Regions from separate parts of the Mus musculus genome. Here region 2 is linked to region 1. Evidence: chromatin contacts called from public Hi-C data. All regions are on one chromosome and are shown on one strand. The core of a region is the stretch at or near the end of the contact, and the rest is flanking DNA. Distances in the headings are between cores, read along the strand shown. Region 1 has its middle 32 kb from the start of Gm32613. Region 2 overlaps Spin1 (spindlin 1).

Region 1 (7,196 bases), core at 2,712-5,211:
CCCAGGACTAGTCAGGTATGGGGCCCTGACATGTGTGTACATGTGCGTATACATACCCACTTTTGTGTGTACTCACAAATGTAAAAACATGTGTACCCACATACACACATGCACACCGCAAACGCATTCAAGCACAAAAGAAATGCACACATGACCACACGATAAGTGTCATTTTATGCCATAATAGTAATTTTCAATTAAATTGATGTTCCTTTGGGTGGTCAGAGGCACTCAAGCTCATGTGTGCATGCGCTGTACATGTGTTTGTGTGTGTGTGTGTGTGTTCATGTACACATGCATGCAGAGGCAGAAGAACAACCTCAGGTGTCATCCCCGGGAACTCTGTCCACCTCTCTTAAGACATGATCTCTTGATAGCCTGGAACTCACCAGCTAGGCTAGAATGAGTGCCAAGTGATCTCTGGGGATTCTCCTGTGTCCCCTCCCCTCTGCACTTCTGGGATTACCAGTGCACAGCACCACGGCCAGATTTTTTTAAAAAGATTTTTTAATGTTTTTTATAGCTGCTTGCATATATGTATGTGCACCACATGTGTGTCTGGTGCCCTCAGAGATCAGAAGAGAGCATCAGATCCCACAAAACAGGAGTTACTGGTAGTTGCAGGCTGCCAGGTGTGTGCTGGGAATTGAGCTCACGTCCTTTACAGGAGCAGTCCTTTGGTCTTACCTGGACTGAGATGCTGAGCTATCTCTCCAAGTCCTCACGCCCAGCATAGGGACTGAACTTTGGTCTCCATGGTTGCAAGGCAAGCTATTTACTGACTGAACCACACTCCAGCCCCGTGGAGTTCCTCAATACAGATATTCCTTGATGTGTGATGGGTTGGGTTCCCCATAAGCCCATTGTAAGGAAAAAAAAATTCCAATTTGAAAATCCATTTAGTGTACCTAGCCAATGGGTTCTGAACATACAGGCAAACCTTGGACAAAAGCCTGCAATGCATGCCCGGAATAACTCGGGGAATTTTTTTGTTTAAGATTTATTTATTATTATATATGAGTACACTGTAGCTGTCTTCAGACACACCAGAAGAGGGCATCAGATCTCATCGCAGATGGTTGTGAGCTACCATGTGGTTGCTGGGATTTGAACTCCGGACCTTTGGAAAAGCAGTCAGTGCTCTTAACCGCTGAGCCATCTCTCCAGCCCAACTCGAGGAATTTATTGCACACTTGTATCCTCAAAATGCTGCCACACAGCACACTGTGGAGTGTTGGTTGTTGTCTACCTTGTTCTAGGGCTGGCAGGGACCTGCAGCTTTAGCCATCAACTCTGTGTGGTGTGTGTGTGTGTGTGTGTGTGTGTGTGTGTGTGTGTGAGAGAGAGAGAGAGAGAGAGAGAGAGAGAGAGAGAGAGAAAGAGAGAGAGAGGTGAGAGAGAGAGAGGAGAGAGAGGGTGAGAGAGAAAGAGACAGGAGAGAGAGAGGAGAGAGAGAGAGAGAGAGGTGAGAGAGAGACAGAGAGGTGAGAGAGAGAGAGGGAGCGAGAGCCCTATATTTCGAGTTTAAAATCATCCTGAGATACATGAGATCTTGTCTCAAAAGGGAATAAAAGGAAGAAAAAAGAAAGGAAAGACAAATGGATTGTTTACAGATGTGAAATATCTGCAGCCACGTACCCAACGAAGACCTTGTAACTATAATATACAGAGCCCTAAAATTCAACAATTCAAAAAAAGATCATTTAAGAAATGGCCGGGCAGTGGTAGCACACGCCTTTAATCCCAGCACTCGGGAGGCAGAGGCAGGCGGATTTCTGTGTTTGAGGCCAGCCTGGTCTACAGAGTGAGTTCCAGGACAGCCAGGGCTACACAGAGAAAACCTGTCTCGGAAAAACAAAAAACAAAACAAAAGATCATTTAAGAAATGAAGGCACATGCAGGCATTTAACCAAAGTGGTCATGGAAAAGCGTTTGGATCATTAGCTCTTCCGGCCACAGTCAATTTCAGCGCAGATTTACATCCAAATGGCTAAAATGAGAAATAAGCATGATCCGAAACACTGGTGAGGTTCCAAGGAACCTTGGCCTCTCGTATATCTCACGTAATAGAAAATGAAACACGTGCTCTTCAGAGTAACCTCTGGATTCTTACAAGCTAAGCCTCACGTACCTTAAGACTCAGCCATAGTATGCTTGAGCATTTATTCTAGAAAACTGGAGGAAAAGAAGGAGGGAGGGAGGGAAGGAAAGAGAGGAAACTGTTAGGATCAAACAAGCTCTCCATAAGATCACGTGACTCTCTGGAGAAGCCATCTCCAGCCAGCTTCTGACCACCCTATAAAAAGGTTCCTCTCTCTGCAGGAAAGAAAAATGAGACCCAAAGAGAAAACTACTGAGAGGCAGTGGTGGAGATCATGGACAACAAAGCTGGCCTGCCTGGCTCCTGCTCTCAGTACCCCGTCTTGTACCCCCAAACTCTCTGTGTTTATTAAATCAGCACCTGCCTGCTTGAGTCTTAAATGAGACTCTGCCTGCCTGGCCAATTGAAACCTACCTTCCTTGGGTGCACCGCTCAATATGGAAATGTTTGTGATTTAAAGCAGTAGGCAAATAATAGATTTAAGTCTGCTCAGAGTGGTGTGGGCTGTAAAGCTGAGAAAACAAACGCAAGAAGACTCTCCTCGGGGAAAGCTTGCAGCTAGCTACCTCAGATGGTCAGTTCCAACTGGAAAAACCTCACCCAGTACATCCCAAATGGAGCCATAGTCCCCTAAGTACCAGCCCTTGCTCCAACCTGGGTATTTCAGTGGCTTCTGATGTAGGAGGAGGGTGACCCCGGGGTTTCTGCCCAAAGCTCATGCTCCCTGTAATAGCACTGTCTGGGAAACAGCACCCCACAAGGAAAGGCTGGGAAGGACTGGAGGGTTCTGGGGACCCAGGAAGGGAAGTGTGGCTGGCTGCAGATCAAGAGGGTTCCCATCTGCCTGCAGTTCAGGAGTTCCTCCGTAAAGGTCAGTAGGAACAGTGGAGAAGGCAATCTAGCAGCCCTACACATCAAACAATGCAGCTGGCTGTTTACAAGACCCCACAGGAACCCCTGGTGGGACGGCCTATCCAGTGTGTTCAGAATCACAATTACACAAAGAAATCAAGGCCAGATTTTCCTTTATTAACTTCAGTGTGCACAGAACACAGTTTAGCCATGTAAAGCCTTGGGTCCTCCCCAAGTACAGTCAGGCAGCTTGAATGGCTTTGGGACGCTTCCTAAGTCACCAGAACAAGCTTGTTGTCGCTCAACTTGTAGCGGAATGTAGCACCCCGATTGAAAAGATCTCCTGTCACTCTGTCTTGCTTCCTTAGGGCTGGCTACCAAAAAGCTAGCTCTCCAGCCCTTGGCCCAGGTCCTTCCCGGTGGCAACTGAGGAACTTTCCTGTTTCTAAATTTCCTGCCGCAATTGAGCTCCGCCAGCTTCGAGGGATGCCCAGAAGCCAGGCTTAGCGGATGGATTCCCTGAAAGGCAGGAAATGGGAGCCAGGCTCTCTCCAGGCTCTCTGGGGCTTAGTTTGCCTTCTCTGGCACTTGAAAGGATGAGGTCATTGCTGTGACTGAGTGGTGGAGAAAAGCAGAGAAACAGAGACCAACCACTCAGCTCTGAGAAAGCACTGGGAAAGCCAAGGTTTTAATCAGGGGCCTTAAATCAGTCATTCATGTTTAGACGCTGCTGAGTTCCCATGGCATGGTTTCCGGATCTAACCTCAGTTTTAAAGCCTAAGTTTGGCTTGTCAGTGAGAATGCCAAGCACACCCAAGCTTTGTAATAAGAGCCCCGAAAAGGAAATCCTCGAAAAAGGAAACATTTAAATCATGCTTCTCTTGGGTAATTTTGTGAAACAACAAGAACCAACGCAAAAACTCAAAACTTCTATTGATAGAGATTCAAGGCCATCTGTGGCTTTGAGGACAGTTCCCGACCAGCCTGAACTAGAATGAGCCGCCCTGAAGCCTGAATCCTCTGTGTCTCAGACGGGATCAGGATCATCCGGGACTCAGTGAGGCCTGGCCTAGCGCTCAAGAGCAGGGACCCTGACTTGGTGTTTCCTTGTTCGCACGACACAGAACAGCTCTTCAGAAGGACAGCTAAACCATCCCTGACAGCCGGAGAGTTAGAGAGAGGGTGGCTGTCACTGAGACAGCCCTCTGCTCTCTGCCCTCTACCCCCTAGGTCTTGCCCGGCAAATGTCAAGCGCCAGCGTTTTACGTATTGGCCTGCCAGACTTCATGGAGCTTTCCCTGGTCCCCATGGGTGCAGTGGGGTTGTGTTTTGATGTATTATTGTTAATGTATGTGTGTGAGAGAGGGAGACAGAGAGATAAAGAGACAGAGATAGAGACCGAGAGGCAGAGACAGAGAGATAAGAGAGATGTGTGTGCGTTCAGGCACATGCACACCATCTGGGATGTGGGGGAGTCACAGGACGACTTGCTTGCAGTTGGTTCTCTCTTTCAACGCTCTTGAGACTAAACCGGAGCTCTGAGCTCTCCAGCGTATGCCATTGTTGCTGTTGTTTGCCACGCCGCCACCGCCTGCTTTCTCCAAGCTGGCCTGCAAGCTGCTTCTTCACCCTCCTGTCTTGACCTCCCATCTGTCCACAGGAGTGGTGCGCTCCACCACATCTGGCTTTTATGTGAAGTCCAGAGATCTCACAGTACAGTTTTTATTAGTTTCTTTCTTTTCTTTTTTTAAGTTTTTATTTTATAGTTTTGTTTTGTTTTGTTTTGTTTTTGGCAGTTCTAGGTTGATCACAAAGTGAAACAAAAGTAGAGTTCTCCCTTAACCCATAACCTTCCCCATTCCCAACATCTCCACCAGCACGGCGCACTTGTTACAACTGATGGGCCTTCATGGCCACTCCTTATTACTCAAGTCACAGTTTACTTCAGTGTCCCGTGAGAGGCTTTTCTGGGGAGACAACACACATCCCTTACTCACCCAGAAAGGGAATCCACAACAGGCAAAAGTAACAATTGCCCCAAAGTGCAATTCTGTGAACCACTGAGTGTTTACTGGGGTCAGAACAGGCTGTGTGGGTGAGGGGTTGCTTACGGAGACAACAACAACTCAAAAGTGGGCACTGATCAAAACTCCCCAGACTGTCTTGAGCTCTCCTCAGGCAATGGAAAGATCTCTCCACAGCTTGCTTGTCAAGAGTCTCTTTCCCCATCGGATGTTTACTCCTGTAAAGCTGGGAGAAACCTTGAGAATCTTCCCAGATGCTACCTTCCAGGACTTGTAACATTTTGTTCAACTCTGGAGTCTCTGGAGCCTCCCTCTCTCCTGCAGACAATGTTTCTGTTAGGAGGGCACGGATCAACAAGAGGTGGACTTCGGTGGGCCTAATTCTATTAAACAACAGTTTCCCTGCCTGAAAAAGTCTCCGTGCCCACTCATTCACCACCCTCGATCCCCAAGCTCCCCCAACCCCAACCCTCGGAGAGGGAGGATGGAAGGATCCTGAGACTCGGAACACGGAGGTGAAAAAGTTACAAGATTCATAAGGCCCTTGCCAATGGCCATGGCTGTACGAACAGTAAACAGTTGTTGGGTGGGGAGAAGCGAAGCGGCTTACAAGTTGTCCAGGGCTTGCGGCTTTGCTAGGGCGAGCTTCTCATGCAACCTCAGAGTAAGCCTGATAGAGTCTCTGGTTCATAAACTGGACCTCAGCACCCGAATCTCTTCTTCGGTCCTGTGCCGGAGGTGAAGAGATGCTCGTTTACTTCTTTTTAGGAAAATCCCACAACACCATGTTCCTCCCTCTTCCAGACAACCACTTATCTCCTTGCTATTTTCCAGAAACTCACAGAGCTGGAACCAGCTCGTAGCTGCTCCAGACAGCATCTTTCATCAATGGCTTCTTATAGGTGCATTGCTTCTTTGAGACCATACGACTGTCTCCTTGTGGGAGATGAAAACATACACTCCTTGCTCAAAATCACTGAGAATTTCAGGTCAGCTACAGTAAAAAAATAAACTAAGAATGGGGCCGCTAGCCCCATGAACCTGAGGAGTCAGCCATGATACCGGCCCGGCTGAACAAGATTTTCCAACAGGCACCCTCCTCCTGAGTGGGCTCTGTGTGTTCTCCACATTCCATAGATCTTAAGCATGGAAGCTGAAGAGTCTGTTAGTTTTTGTTGCCAGCATTTCCAATCATGTCAGCATTCATACACTTCTTCCTTAAAGAAAAACAAATTAAAAGCCAGAAAGGACAAGACTGGAGAGATGGATGACTCAGGGATTAAGGGCAGTTACCGCTCTTGCAGAGGACAGTTTTACTCCTAGCATTCATGAGGGGTGCCTTCAAGTAGCCATGACGTGTGAAAGACAGTGAGAACCTGGAAGCCAGCACGACTGTTTGACACGGCCCAGCACAGCAGAGCTGGATGCTGTCTCGCCACTGTCTTTAACCTTGGGTTTCTGATCTCTACTTGTTGCTTTGGGGGGGGGGGGACTTTATACATTATGATTCCTTTATGTCTTTTCCCCAGAAAATTATTTCTGCTCTCAAGGAAGTAACCTCATCTGTCCCTCCTCGGGAGTCTTCCTTGCCATGGAGATTGCCCTGTTCTCTTGGCACATCTGCCCCTGAGCAAACTGAGAAACAAGAGATTTGGCGACAGATCCGATGACAGACTTCCTCCTGTATGTAGTCTACAGGACACTGCCACCAGAAAATAAAAAAAAACTAAGAACAAAGTTAGTTTGCCTAAAACAACCTTTAATGATATATAGAGAGATTATATAAAATTAACATAAAAGAAATGTAAGAATTTGCCGATCATAAGAAGACTAGCTCACACTAAGTTACAGTGAGGTCTTTTGAATAGAGCAGGCCAGCCCGTGGCTTGGAGGAGCTTTCAGATTTTTAGCTAAGCTAATACACAAGCTGTCCTTCAACCACTATGCAGTGTTCCAGGCTTGGGAACTGCCTAGACTGACTCAGATATTTTTCGGTCTGTTTAAAGTTTCAGTTTCCTGAAGAACAGAATGTCATAAATGCTGACGTAGTCTAAAATGATTTGAGATTGATAAGACCTCTTCTCTCTGTACTTGTAACACTTGTCCAGGGACAAGAATGGTATGATCTGTATTATTTTTTTAATCATAAGTTTGTCTCTTTTGTGGGATCTGTATAAATAAATAAACGTCTTGGTTGCCAGTCAGTCAGAGATGTAAGG
Region 2 (7,196 bases), core at 2,975-5,474, 130 kb after region 1:
GCGTGCGTGTGTGACGTCAGGCTGCCACGTAAACTTCAGAGAAGAACCTTAAAGCAGACCATCCATTTTTGCATGCTCTCTTCTAAGTAGAATGTTCAATGTAACTAAAACTAAAATTGCATGTCAAAGAGACCTAGGTTCTTTCTTTCTTTCTTTCTCTCTTTCTTTCAGTTTGCTTTTGGTTTCCTGTATATTTGCTTACTGTGCTGTTCTAGTGGTTGTAGGGTAAAGACGAACTGGTGAAGCAGTCGTAGCGCCGACCGAAGGTGATTCCAGTTGTATATGTCACGCAGCATTCGAAGGGACTGTGCACGCTCTAAAGATCACAGTTGCTTCTAAGCCAGATTTCATTTCTATTCTTGTTTTATGTGCCAAACCCCAAAGTGCATTGGGCCTGAATCTCTGAACACTGTAGACCCATTAGAAGGAAGATTGTTCTGACCGTCACAAATTGTAGTGCCTGAAAACACTTAACACTGATTGTCTAAGAGATGAAAGTCCTCCAAAGATGACACAGGAAAAATACTACAAGTAATTGTGGTGGAAATGTCTGTGTTCCTTGGGAATGCTGCGCTCTCTGTAGTTTCCATCATTGGTGCAGTTCGAACGAATGAGTAGAGTTCAGAGGTCTTCGTGTTCACATTTAAAACTAGATAAATGACCTCATTTTCTTGAGCTTGAATTCATTTTTAATTTTAATTTTATTTTATACAACGTGTAGACGGTTCCCTGTTCTCTGCATTTAGAAGTATACACAGTACAACTGTTAATTCTGTAAGTAATTTTTATAATTATGATGTAACTCTTATCCTTCCTTAAAACATTAAAATAAACCCTTTATGTGCAACTTGTGGCTGTGAACTTTGTGCTGCTGTGTTGAATCTGCTGAAAGGGGTCTGGAAGTCAGGCAGTGTTTCCACCACATGGAAATGTCAGGGTTGATAGAAAAAGAAGGAAATGAAGGTTTGCTTGAGCGGTGACAGCAGTGCCATCTGATCTGGGCCGGCATTGCTGTCATCTCGGATCTAACTGTTGATGTTTTGATTTGACATTAATAAGAAATGTTAGTTAACCCCGACTTTTAAACTTCAAGCAATCACTGTACATAGAACTCGGTAATGTTTGTGGAGTGTTTTCATACCTACCCATTCTTCAAATATTGCCTCCAGTGCTTTTTGTTCTTAAATACAAGTCGGTGAGACTTGGTAGTGTAAGATGCTATTAGCACCTGTGCTCTGCCCCATGGGAATCTGAATCCACACAGTAAGTAGAGAGTGAGCAATGTTCTTAAATAGAATCTTTTTTAGTGTCTCTGTATTTATCCTGACCAATGTAAACTGTGTTTAAGGCTAAGATAGAGACATTTCCTGCATTCTTCTGCTGTTAGAATGGTTGTTTGGTGGCTTCAGGGCTTGGTACTACTGGGGTCACAGTGAGTGGCTGCAGCCAGGCCTGTCAGAATCTATCTAGCACATGAGTCACTGTGCTATGTACAGTAGATACTGCTCAGTAAATATTTTCTGGAAAAAGTAATAAAATGTAGTCTGAAGGTTGGGCACTCCTAGCCAATGAATCGGGTATGTATTTAAATAAGCTGTGGCTCTGTGGAAGACTGGGAAGCTAAACTGATGACAAAAGCGTTTAATACTAATGAGGCTTGAGGAGATGTTTTCTTTGTAAGGGCTTTGCTGACAACCCTTTTGGAGTGTTTCGTCATTTTATTACTAATAACCCTTTTCTCCCTCCTTTGAAGAGCAAGGCAGAGCAAGGCATGGAGACTCTATCCGGTATTTTAGAGGAGTGTGGACTTTACCCTGTATTGTCTAGGTCTCTTGAGGCCTTAGGCTTAATCATTAATTACTTCAGTAATCAGTACTTTAATGCCTCCTGGATCTTTTTTTTTTTTTTTTTTTTTTTAAAGGACTTAGGAGTTGATGGTTAGAAAGATAATGCATGCTTATATGCCTGTATTTTGAGGTAAAGATTCATGTTACCCCAGGCTGGCCTCAAATCCGTAATTTTCCTGAATGCCAAGGTTACAGGTGTGAGTCACCGCCACCCCTTGCACGGAAGTGTGTTGAACTTGATCCACAGTTTTCTTGGCCTCTAGGATTCAGGCCTTTTGTTTCTCTGTGACTTTAAGAACTGGTTCCAGAGTTGCTCTCAATTTATTTGCTCATTCGGTGGCTTTGTGTGTATTCTCTGTGTGTACTTGTTAGTGTGGGTAACTCCAGTAGGGCCTGGAAGTAGAAGGCAGGTGGGTTTGTCTTGATTTCTCCCTGTTGTATTTGACAGTCTCCTACTGAAGCTTCAAGTCACCAGTTCATCTAGGCTGACCGGCCAGCCAGTGAGCATCAGGGATCCTAGCCCGCTCGTCTCAACTCCCTCACTTTGGGGTTACAGATTTGTGCAGCCACCGCTGACTTTTTACATATGTCCTGGAAATCCTGACTCGGGTCCTTCTCTTGTAGAAGATACTTTCTAGACCATATTCTTTCCCTATCCTATTTTGGATTTTGGACACCAGATTTCACAGCCCAGGCTGATTTCAAACTCCTGATCCTCCTGAGTGCTACAATTGCAGGCATGCACCATCATGCCTAGTCCAGTGTTATTTTATTTTATTTTTTGGGGGGTTTTTCGAGACAGGGTTTCTCTGTGTAGCCCTGGCTATCCTGGAACTCACTCTGTAGACTAGGCTGGCCTCAAACTCAGAAATCCACCTGCCTCTGCCTCCCAAGTGCTGGGATTAAAGGCGTGCGCCACCACCGCCTGATTCCAGTGTTATTTTTAAAGAGTTATGTCGTGAAGGGAATTTCTTAGGTCCAGCGCATGCCTTCTCTAATGTTTATGCTGTGCCCACACCGGTTTTCAGCTACAATGTTTCAGAGAACCAGTCATTCCTGATCGACAGCTGTCTTTAGATTGGTTAAGACTGGAGCCAATAAGCCACAGCAGGTGGGTCTGCTCTGGGCCGCATGCTTCATTAGGTGAGATCACAGTTCCTGCCCACCAGCACGGAGGATCTTCTACCTGCATGGCCCCACATGGCATTTGCTGGCCCAGTGGTTGAATAGGCTCATCCTGATTCTTGCAGTGTCGTGGCTCCTTTGACTTAGTCCATCATAAGTTGACTTCAGAGTTTGGTTTCTGCGCCAGAACTGTGGAAGCTGACTGAAGAGAAAGGATTCAAGGCCAATTTATATACGCGTCATTTTACTCAGTCAAAATACCTTAATGGAGCGAAATAAATAGGTATGTGGCTAATCTTGCTATTTCTCTGTTTAGTTGTGTTTTTGCAAATAATGTGAACTGATAAAAGTATGACATCATCTAACCTCAGAGACAGAAGAAATGGCTTCTAAGATTGTTTCTGTTACATGTTTTGGGAGGATTTGGTTGGTTTGTCTTATAAGACAGTCTGTTGTGTTCCAGGCTGGCTTTGAACTCACTACCTTGGTCCTTCTGTCTCCACCTCCTAAATGCAAAGATTATAAGTGTGTACCAACATGCCAGATTTATGTTAAGACTCAAACTTAGGACGTCATGCTTGCTGGGCAAGCACTGTCCTCACTGAACCACAGTCTCTGTGACATGTTTAGAAGTTGTCAGCGGAGTTCCCTGATGTTATGCTGAGCGACTTGGAAGCCATGATGGGCAGCTGCTGGACTTCACAGATAAATAAATGAACAGGGCTTTGTAAGGACTAGCCTTTGGCAGGGATTTGGCACACTGGGCTCTGCTCTTTAAAACATTTCTGAGCCTCTTACAGGATTTTCTTGATCATCTCTGAACACTTAGTTCTTTTATATGTAAATAATAGGACTGTCTGTTTGTGAGAGAATAAACTTATTTTTGCTAAATTTCAGAAACAGAGTAAAGCTATCCAGAGGTCAGTGCGTCATGGTGCCTGCTCTGAGTGCTGCTACGTGAACAGACTTGCTAGGCGGCTCTGCCGGGACTGTCACTGCTAGAGTGGATGGTGATGTGTGACATTTGTGACATCCAGGGTTCTTTCCCGTGTTGCACGGAGGAGCCAGTACCAACAGGCATCCCAGTCCTTGTGAGAGAGCAGCTCTGGAGTGTGGCTCTTAGAAAGGGAAAGTAAAACACAAATGGCTTGCAGTTGCTGCCTTAGTAGACGCTGCGGTAGTACTTCAAAAGCTTAAAAGGGTTGGCAGTCTGTACAACAGAGTGCTGGCTGGCTAGCAGCCACAGTGTTCCTCCAGATCCTCAGAACCCTGGTCAGGCCGATTGCTGGCTAGGCGGTCCCAGTGGCGACTCCTCTGGTGCCCCACGTGCACTGTCCTTCACTCTCGTCATGCATGAAACATGGGCGCTTCCAGTCCATCCCATGACTATCAGAAAAACCCCCAAATTCTCATTTCTGTCTATAGGATGTGGAAGTTTCTTTTTTAAAGTGTATGGGGGAGGGCCTCAGTGGCTCTCTGATACTGTGGAGGAGGACTGCACAACCCCTTTGTGTGTCCTTCATGAAGGACATGGGTAGAAAGAAGCCACAGTCTTTGCCAAAATACCACAAGAATGGCGTCAGCCTCGTTGCTGATGTTGCTCCCCTCCGAAACCTTCGGATCCTCAGGACTACTGATGTCCAGGCTTTGGTTAGGATATTCCCCATTGAACTCTGCCTACAGCCTTCAGCCATTTTTCTAGTGCAAAGTGCCAGACAGAGTCTTCCACATTTCACCCAGAAGCCAGCATGGTGAGGGCTTTCCCACAAGTACTCTGACTTGGTACCAGTTTCTGTCTTAGTTACTTTTCTCTTGCTATGATAAAGCACCATGACCAAGGCAAATTCTAGAAGGAAGGGGTGGGTTTGGGGTTAGGGTTCCAGGGTGTCAAGAGTTCATCACATGGCAGGGTCACTGTGTGGTGCCTGGAGCAGCAAGCAATGAGGAATAGAGTGTGGTCTTAAACTTCCAAGCCCATCCTCCAGCAAGGCCACACCTCCTAAACCTACCCACATACCCACTCTAATATAGTGCCACTAACCAGAGAGCATGTATTCAAATGTTAGAGTCCATGGGGGAATCTCACTTGGCCCACCTCACGTCTGGCTTTGGGTTTTGATACATTAACTTGCTGAATGGGATTTACTGTTGCAACAGGCTTCTGGGACCTACCTTTTGGCATCTCCCAGCACAGCGGTTATATTGCTGTACCCAGTGTTCGTTCTTTCGTTCGTTCACTCATTCATTCACTCATTCATTCATTCACTCATAGGTTCTAGAAGTCCAAGCTCAGGTCCATGCTTGTGTGGGGAGCACTTTCACCCACCACAACAGCTTGCTGGCCCACAATTCCTCATCCCTTAAACCGCTCTGGCTTTATAGTATCCAAGTGGGGCCGAAGAGTAAGGTGCTGGGTTTTTTTGTTTTTTTTTTTTCTGGGTGCCATATTCAGGGTGACTGGACAAACTATCTTTTTTTTTTTTTTTTTTTTTTTTTTTTTTTTTTTGGATACAGGTTCTCACTGTGTATCCCAATCTGATTTGAGACTCTTCCCCCTGCCTCAGCCTCTCTGTACTAGGATTGCAGGTACACTACTTAATCCTTGTCCCTCCTCCTCCCCCCTACCTGTGAGGAAATGCTAGCTTGATGGTGTCGATGGGGATACTGTGAGATTTCATCCAACTCGTTGTGGAAAGGTTAATATATCTTGAGGAAGGAAGCTGTTAACGTGGGGCTTCAGTGAGCCAGGGCTGTGTTGATGTTTTCTTTACACTGTAAAAAGAAGAGTAGCTTTGATTTCATCTATATGGTGGCTTAGTTCTGAACTGAGTTAAATTTTCTTTTCACAGTTAATATTAGGGGCCTTCAATAAACACATGATTTGTTCATCTGAGACAATTATTTCCCCCCAAGAAAAGAGATTCCTTTGTAACAAGAGTTTTTAAGTTGAAAATGATGTCTGTACAACTTCCTCTTTTTTTTTTTTTTTTTTTTTGTTTTGTTTTGTTTTGTTTGTTTTTCGAGACGGGGTTTCTCTGTGTAGCCCTGGCTGTCCTGGAACTCACTTTGTAGACCAGGCTGGCCTTGAACTCAGAAATCCGCCTGCCTCTGCCTCCCAAGCGCTGGGATTAAAGGAGTGTGGCACCATGCCCCGCTTTTTTTTTTGGTTTTTGTTGTTGTTGTTTTTTTCTGTACAACTTTGTTAACACTAAGAATTCTTAGTTAAGAATCACTTAAGCAGGGCTGGAGAGATGGCTCAGAGGCTAAGAGCACTGATTACTCTTCAGAGGTCCTGAGTTCAATTCCCAGTAACCACATGGTGCCTCACAACCATCTGTAATGGGATCTGATACCCTCTTCTGGTCTGTCTGAAGACAGCTACAGTATACTCATACATAAAATAAAAAAAAAATCACTTAAGCATAATTTTGTGCTTTTTTTTTTTAAGGGGTGTGTGTGAGTGAGTGTGCAAGAGAGTGTACTTGTGTGCTCATAAGTGCTCAAGGAAGCCAGTGGGAATCCCTTGAAGCTAGAGTTATGGGAATTGTGAACTGCCTGATGTGAGTGCTCAAAACAGAACTGCAGTCCTCTAAGAGCAGCAGGCATTCTTAAAGCTGAGCTATCGAGAACCCCTTTGATGGTCTTTAATGGCAATACTGTAAGGGTTCATGATTCGCCAAAGAATGATACCTTGGGCTCAAGTAGTATACAAAAGCAAAGAATGTTTTATTCTGGAGAAGTCCAGCATGCTGGGGTCTACCATCTTCCAAGATAGGGGCACCCGAGTGAGCTCACAGGCCCGATTTAAAGCACATTAGGGGAATTCCAGGGAGGGGATAGGTGACCTCTATCTTAATCTGCTGGCTCTGTCTCTAGGGACATTCCAGAACCATTGCTGAGGCGTGGAGTGCTGGAAACTATTGCTGGGGCCGTCTGGAAACCGCTGTTGACCCATTGGCCTTGCCTCAGAACAGGTGGCTGGGCAGCTTGAGGCCTGGACTTGCCCAGTCCTTGGAAACAGATTTTAGGCCTAGTCTCCAGAACCGCCAATTTGAAGCCTGTCATGGAGTCAGCCTGTCTCAATACTGAGGAAGAATCCTGTGTTATAAAACAGTCTTGTTTGGATTCTGAGGATAACTTGTGTTCTTGTGTGCAACCACTTTCTCTGCTGAGCCTTTTTTCAGGCATCTGGGCTATAGTTGTGACCAGCTCACTCGCTCTAAA

The links. A called contact is a pair of places that touch in the nucleus more often than the background predicts.
Region 2: a contact with region 1 is called in a Hi-C map of muscle stem cells, with 1.8 times the contacts expected there. The contact joins two enhancer-like sites. A contact is called at or near these places in 2 of 484 Hi-C or Micro-C datasets (muscle stem cells and nephron progenitors) and 3 of 115 datasets of contacts at active chromatin or transcription factors (embryonic stem cells and regulatory T cells).

The regions. Positions count from the first base shown.
Region 1 is chr13:51,019,495-51,026,690 of GRCm38.p6, forward strand. No RefSeq gene overlaps it. Among named protein-coding and RNA genes, the nearest start is that of Gm32613, 32 kb to the left of the region's middle. Within about 2 kb of position 3,962, at least 74 of the 459 cell types and tissues checked have an H3K27ac peak or open chromatin away from gene starts, as enhancers often do. A contact at or near this core is called in muscle stem cells, where this site is marked.
Region 2 is chr13:51,151,702-51,158,897 of GRCm38.p6, forward strand. Spin1 (spindlin 1) reads left to right here. Exons shown (of 6, transcript NM_146043.4): 6 at 1-861. Among named protein-coding and RNA genes, the nearest start is that of Nxnl2, 16 kb to the right of the region's middle. Within about 2 kb of position 4,225, at least 28 of the 459 cell types and tissues checked have an H3K27ac peak or open chromatin away from gene starts, as enhancers often do. A contact at or near this core is called in muscle stem cells, where this site is marked.